Linked DNA regions of Sus scrofa: region 1 is linked to region 2. The links are chromatin contacts, called in public Hi-C maps. All regions are on one chromosome and are shown on one strand. The core of a region is the stretch at or near the end of the contact, and the rest is flanking DNA. Distances in the headings are between cores, read along the strand shown.

Region 1 (3,612 bases), core at 510-3,009, 78 kb after region 2:
AGTGCTGGTGCTGTTATTTGTGACTATTGTGTGTGTAGCAAATAAGTAATAGTGTGATGTTACTGACAACTAGGATTTTCAGCATAGAAAAAAAAGAGGAAAAAAAAAAAAGATAAGAAAGTTTAGCTGAAAATTTTGTATTCCTAAATTTCAAGTGGAAATACTGAGTGAGCTCATAAATATTTTATCTTAAAAATGTGTATGAAGAAAAAAAAATGTGTGTGTTTATTTCTCAGCTATGTCCATTTAAATGTCCTAGAAACAGTCAAGAACCTAATAGCAGTGAGTCCTCCTAGTGACCAGACTGTAGTCTCTAAATCCCATATTCTAGGAGTTCCCTTTGTGGCTCAGGGGAAATGAACCCAACTAGTATCCATGAGAATGTGGGTTTGATTCCTGACCTCGCTCAGTGGGTTAAGGATCCGGCATTGCTGTGAACTGTGGTGTAGGTCACAGATGCGGCTCAGATCTGGTGTTGCTGTGGCTGTGGCCTAGGCCGGCAGCTGCAACTCCAATTTGACTCTTAGCCTGGGAATTTCCATATGCCGTGGGTGTGGCCCTAAGAAGACAAAACAAACAAACCAAAACCCCATATTCTATTATAGGACTCTAGCTCCACGGAAAAAATGGCTCAGTATAAGGTATGAAGATTGAAGTTTAGATGATGAGTCTAAAACGTGTCTTACCAGAAAGCAAGTAAACAAAGAACACTGAACATGTGTCAAAAGGATCAAGAATCAAAAAAATGGGGTCAGTATAAGCACCCATAAGCATAAAAACTCAGTGGATTAAAACACATCAAATATGCTTAAATCTCCAAGTTTATAACAATGCTTTAAAAAAAGTCATCAGGAGCTCCTGTCAATGGCTCAGTGGAAATGAATCTGACTAGGTACCATGAGGTTACAGGTTCGATCCCTGGCCTTGCTCAGTGGGTTAAGGATGCTGCGTTGCTGTGGCTGTGATGTAGACCGGCAGCTGTAGCTCTGATTGGACCCCTAGCCTGGGAATCTCCATATGCCTCAGGTGTGGCCCTAAAAAGCAAAAAAAAAAAAAAAAAAAAAAAAAAAAAAAAAAAAAAAAAAAAAAAAGGCATTGGCACCCTTGAAGGACCCGAGGAAACCAGCTCCTTATTCTGAAAATGAGTAAATTAAAAGTAAAATGTACCTTTTACTTATTCTTCCTTTTCTAAATGAATTTATACCTCAGTATAATCAAATTGTTTAAAAAAGTTTGTGTGTGTGTGTGTGTGTGTGTGTGTGTGTGTGTTTTTAGGGCCACACCTGAGGCATATAGAAGTTCCCAGGCTAGGGGTCAAATCAGAGCTGCAGCTGTCAGCCTACCCCACAGCTCACGGCAACGCCAGATCCTTAACCCACTGAGCAAGGCCAGGGATAAAACCAGCATCTTCATGGATGCTACTCAGGTTTATTACCACTGCGCCACAAGAACTCCATAGGTAAGTGTTTCTTTATAGGTCATCTCAGCTACTAAATGAAGAAAGAATGACAGAATTAGACTACCACTACTTAGCAGTCCTAATGATTAATGGATAAAGGCAATGATGATCGGAGGCCTTCCACAACCTATGAAATAATCGTGCCATAAAGTTGAACCTGAATTTGATCACCCCTCTGCCTCTCACTATTCACTTTCAGGAAATAAGAAAAAGCTGGGTCATTTGTCCAAAGAGTTTCCCAGAGTCAGAATTTTATTGATTGCATCCCTGCAGGCAGTGGTGTGCTGGTAAATATTTAACATCTGGGTCTCAGGGAGGAAAAAACCTGGATCTCTCGCACTTGCTAGTTTCTGTGGTGTAAATATATTCCACCTTGGAGGATCTGAAGCTACCAATGTGACATCAGTGTGACATCACTGAACAAAGAATTGGGAAGAGATGTGCAGTAGTACACCAATATGTAGTATTTCCACTGTACACATACAAGTGGGGTAAGTAACTTTAAGTACATAGGGAAAGGTAAAATGCGCTGCAATAATTAGGATACCGTGAGTTGCAAGGAGTTATTACCTTTGTTTTAACATTATAAATTCTAGGTTGACATAATTTCATTTTCAATGACTGTGTTTCGAAAATTTAACAATTGGCTGTTAACACCTTGGTGCAAGCCAGTTCCAGCGTAGTTTTTTCTTATTTCCTGAAAATGAATAGTGAGAGGCAGAGGGCTTGTTGACGTGGTAGGTGAGGAAGGAGAATGCACAGAGGGTGTCTGTACTGTGTCAGGCTGATCACTTCTGTGGAGGAATCGCTTGTAGCAGGTGCTCTACTCTGAATTGCACAGACTTGTCTGTGTATCACTAGAGGGCTGCATTCCTTACACGCCTTGTGCTTTTTTGTTCTTGTTCTTTATGTTTAGATATGATATTCAACAGGAATATAACGCACTCCTCAGTTCTAGGAAGGACTAAGGCAAGTGTATATCTAACAGAAAAGCATTGTAACTGCTATCCCTCTAAATTTAACACACACACCCTGTGAGTAATTCAAAGCCCTTCACAGGTCTTGATTTATGATGAAAAGTCATAGGAGATAATTTTCCATCAAAGCTGCTTATAGATATAAGGTGTCAAATCTACGACTTGTAATATGAACAATGCTGTACACAAATCTGATGGTTAAAGATTTGTGCAATATATTTACAAACAAATGGGACAATAATGCTAACATTTACTGTATGTTTACAAGGTGCCAGATGCTAATCAAAGTGCTTTACATTAATCCACCCATGACAATCCCACAGGTAAGTTAAAATTAATAACTCCATTTTACAGGTAAGAATCGAGAAAAGAGGTCATACAGCTAACATATAAATGAAAAAGCCAAATTTCACATCCAATCCTTCTATCTCCAAAGCCCACATTCAACCTCTGTGCTACTTTGGGAATAAGAGGGCAGGAAAATATGCTTAGATGGAACATGGTCAAGAAATGGACAGAGGAAACATACAAATATCAATTCCAATGTCCAAACTTCCATTCAGGCAGTACCTTTTTACCTAATCAAGTGAATCAAAGCAAAGTGGGTTCTAGACATAAACCTTCACTCACTTGAATACTCAACAGGGGCAAGTGGATCTAAGATCTAACCTAACATGTAAATAATACCTCCCACTTCCTTCCAAAGGAAATGAATTGCATGACAAACTTTTAGTGCCTCATATATCTGCTATAAAATTTCTGAAGAGGTATGGTCCTGCTTTAAGAAAATTCAATACATAATAATCCTCATTGTGTAAGGAAATACACTCAGAAACAAATGCCAATAAAAAATAATTCACTGCAGATATTTTGTAATAATGCTTCCTCATTCTTCTCTTCTCATAGGATTATTTATTTATTTTATTTTATTTTTTGGTCTTTTTTTTTTTTTGTCTTTTCAAGGCCGTACCTCTTATCCCATCTTCAGTTCTTAGTATCAGGTTGGCACTTTTCTGTACAGCACAGGGAACCATACCTAGTCACTTGCGCTGGAACATGACGGGGGATAATGCGAGAAAAGAATACATATATATATATATATGCACACACATATATACGTGTATGACTGGGTCACTTTGCTGTACAGCAGAAATTGACAGAACATCATAAATAAAC
Region 2 (3,373 bases), core at 67-2,566:
TATTTTTTTTTTTTTTTTTTTTAATTTGTGCTCACAAAAGTAATTGAGAAGAGGGAGTTCCCGCTGTGGCGCACAGTTGGTTAATGATCCAGCTTGTCTCTGTGGCATTGCTGGTTGGATCCCTGACCCAGCACAGTGGGTCGAGGATCTGGTGATGCTGCAGCTGTGGCATAGTTTGCAGATGTGGCTTGGATTTGATCCCTGGCCTGGGATCTTCCATATGCTGTGGGTATGGTCAAAAAGAGAAAAACATAATTGAGAGAAATGTTTGAGATAACTAAGTTTTACTGTCAGCTCTTAATGTCTGAAACACAGGTTATAGATTTTTTTTCTCTTAAAATTTGATTTCTTAGGCGTATCCAGATAGGGACTTTTGTTTGCTTTTTGCTCCCCTCCCCCCCCTTTTTGGCCACCCCCTGGCATATGGAGTTTCCGGGCTAGGGAGCATATCTGAGCTGCAGTTGCGACGTACACTGCTGTTGTGGCCATACCGGGTCCTTAACCCACTGTGCTTGGTTGGGAATCAAACCTATGTCCCAGCGCTTTATAGGTGCCACCTGATCCTGTTGTGCCTCAGCAGGAACTCCTTTTCTTTGTGTGTTTATCATCCCTCCTGGTGTATTTTGTGCTTGGCAGCAAAAATCCTGAGAGTGGGGGTGTGGACAGAATGTATGCAGGGTCCCAGGAAAGAGAGACTGGAGAGGTAGCTGTTTTTAACTGGGATATTTGATCCCATTAGTTGGCCAGTCACTGGGGAGAGGAACCCCATAGGTTAGAGTAGATCGTGACAGCTTTACAGGAGAAGGAACACAGCCAGAATTCTTGGTGCTCAACTTAAAGTATGGAAGAGCACCCTGGAGAATGGCCCTTTGTATAGCTGTAAATGTTTTTGTACCATCCAGGAGATAATCTGGATGTTTGAAGCACTTCCACCTAAGATAACCTTCTCCTGGAGATCCCGTTGTGGCGCAGTGGTTAACGAATCCGACAAGGAACCATGGGGTTGGGGGTTCGATCCCTGCCCTTGCTCAGTGGGTTAACGATCCGGCGTTGCCATGAGTTGTGGTGTAGGTCGCAGATGCGTCTTGGATCCCGAGTTGCTGTGGCTCTGGCGTAGGCTGGCAGCTACAGCTCCGATTAGACCCCTAGCCTGGGAACCTCCATTTGCCGTGGGAGGGGCCCAAGAAATGGCAAAAAGACAAAAAAACAAAACAAAAACAAACCTTCTCCTGAGCAGAACCCACAAAGCTCTGCATGGGCTGCTTTGGCATCAGTCATTTGTCTCTGGTCAGAACAGATGTCCCCAAAATGGTGAGGTCTTGAGCCAGATATGGTGCCTTCAGTGTGAAATAACCCCTCAGAGGGTAGCCATGGGCATGGTGGGAACCGAGCGTTATCTTAGACACAAAACTCTGGATACTTTTATAGATAAGAAGTCTCTTTTTAGATCTTGTTGCTGTTGTTTTCCATAACTAGTGAAAGAGCCCTGACCCCTTCGGCATATTGATTGAAAATTTGTTGGCACTTTGTTCCCAGTTTGATGTTGGCCTTTTGACTTTGCTTGTGGCTCTATTGGGCACGTGGAAGTTTATTTTTTCTATAGTTAATATATTTTAGATTTAGAAATCCTTCCAGGATTTTATACTCTGAGGTTAGCACTGATTTGATTGCTTAGGAAAGTGCCAGGTAAGCAATTTGGACTTCCACTTGAATTCATTCTTCTGTTCAGTTAGAAGCCAGCTTGGCAGGGGTTTTACAGTTCTTGGCTGTAGCAGGTGTCTTTGCAGCCATGACTGGCTGGCTAAAGTAGAAGCGTGGAGCTGTAATGATGCTAGGTGGGGAAACAGGAGAAAACTTCTAAGAAAAGGAGATTTAATAGTAGCAAAACAGTGTTGAGATGTAATATGAATACCCCAAGAGATTAAACATAAGAGTAAGTAGTGAAGGTGTGATCTGATTGAAATTTATTGCATATTCTTTTTTTTTTTTTTTTTTTTTTTGGTCTTTTTTTTGTCTTGTAGGGCCGTACCAGCAGCATATGGAGGTTCCTAGGCTAGGGGTCATCTCGGAGCTGGAGCCACCGGCCTATGCCAGAACCACAGAAATGTGGGATCTGAGCTACGTCTTTGACCTACACTACAGCTCACGGCAACGCCGGATCGGTAGCCCACTGAGCGAGGCCAGGGATCGAACCCGCGTCCTCATGGATGCCAGTCAGGTTTGTTAACCATGGAGCCACAATGGGAACTCCCCCGTTGCATAATTTGATTAAAACTTTGTAGAGATGCGTGAGAATTCTCTAAAAACTGGTCTTTAGGCCTGATAACTTTTTCTAGAGTTGTTTGGAGAATTTTGGAGATAATAAGGCTTTCTAATGACTGCCTTAGAAGGTGGTGTAATATTAAAACAAAAACAAAGAGTCTGGAGGAAGTGCACTCAGGAAGGAAGTATTCCAAATGGACTGTGGACTGACTCTATCTTTGTCCTTTTTATCTTTTTTTTTGGATTAGCCTGTGGCATGTGGCAGTTCCCAGACCAGGGATCCAACCTGAGCCACAGCGCACAGCTGTGACAACACCAGATCCTTTAACTGCTAGGTAACCAGGGAACTCCTTTTCTTCATCTTTTATTAAAAAAAAGAATCTGGAGTTCCCGTTGTGGCGCAATGGAAATGAATCCAACTAGGAACCATGAGGTTGTCGCTTCGATCCCTGGCCTCGTTCAGTGAGTTAAGGATCAGGCCTTGCCGTGAGCTGTGGTGTAGGTCACAGATGCAGCTCGGATCCTGTGCTGCTGTGGCTGTGGTGTAGGCTGGCAGCTACAGCTCCGATTCAACCCCTAGCCTGGGAACCTCCATATGCTGCAGGTGCAGCCCTAAAGAAGGACAAAAGGCAAAACCAAAACAACACCAAAAAAACCGCAACAAAACCAAAACACCCTGGGCTTTATTATTTGAGACCTAAGTTGTAAGGGCTGAAACTATTAATGATCAAGTTGGGATGTTTTTGTTTCAGTCTATGAGTCATCCTGTTGCTAAGCAACCATCTCCCAGGTATTGAAACATAGATCAGTAATCCAAGATCAGAAGTTTTCACAGGGGCTACGTTAGGCAGGTAGTAATTTTTCAAATGTGAGCTGTGGAAGACCTAGAAATACCTATGGTATTGTTCAGCAAAAAAAAAAAAAAAAAAAAGGCAAAACAGAAAACCCCACGAAAAACAAAAACAAGAAACTTTGTACTTTGATTTTGAAAAACTCTATGACTTCTCAAGTAATTTTCTATACCAGTATTTTATTTTTTTCCTGTGAGATCGCCGTTAGCTTCTTCAAAGAGGTTCTTTACCCCGAAGAGAGACAGCAGGTTCTCCTTATG

The links. Hi-C and Micro-C count contacts between places; a contact is called where the count stands out from the background.
Region 1: a Hi-C map of liver shows a contact between it and region 2, with 4 times the contacts expected there. The contact joins two enhancer-like sites. A contact is called at or near these places in 1 of 5 promoter capture datasets (liver) and 8 of 47 Hi-C or Micro-C datasets (blood, embryonic fibroblasts, epiblast stem cells and 4 more).

Annotation. Positions count from the first base shown.
Region 1 is chr10:25,608,767-25,612,378 of Sscrofa11.1, forward strand. The region is part of intron 5 of HABP4 (hyaluronan binding protein 4); the gene reads right to left. Among named protein-coding and RNA genes, the nearest start is that of HABP4, 25 kb to the right of the region's middle. Within about 2 kb of position 1,760, at least 4 of the 83 cell types and tissues checked have an H3K27ac peak or open chromatin away from gene starts, as enhancers often do. A contact at or near this core is called in liver, where this site is marked.
Region 2 is chr10:25,531,280-25,534,652 of Sscrofa11.1, forward strand. The region is part of intron 5 of CDC14B (dual specificity protein phosphatase CDC14B); the gene reads left to right. Among named protein-coding and RNA genes, the nearest start is that of CDC14B, 61 kb to the left of the region's middle. Within about 2 kb of position 1,317, at least 1 of the 83 cell types and tissues checked has an H3K27ac peak or open chromatin away from gene starts, as enhancers often do. A contact at or near this core is called in liver, where this site is marked.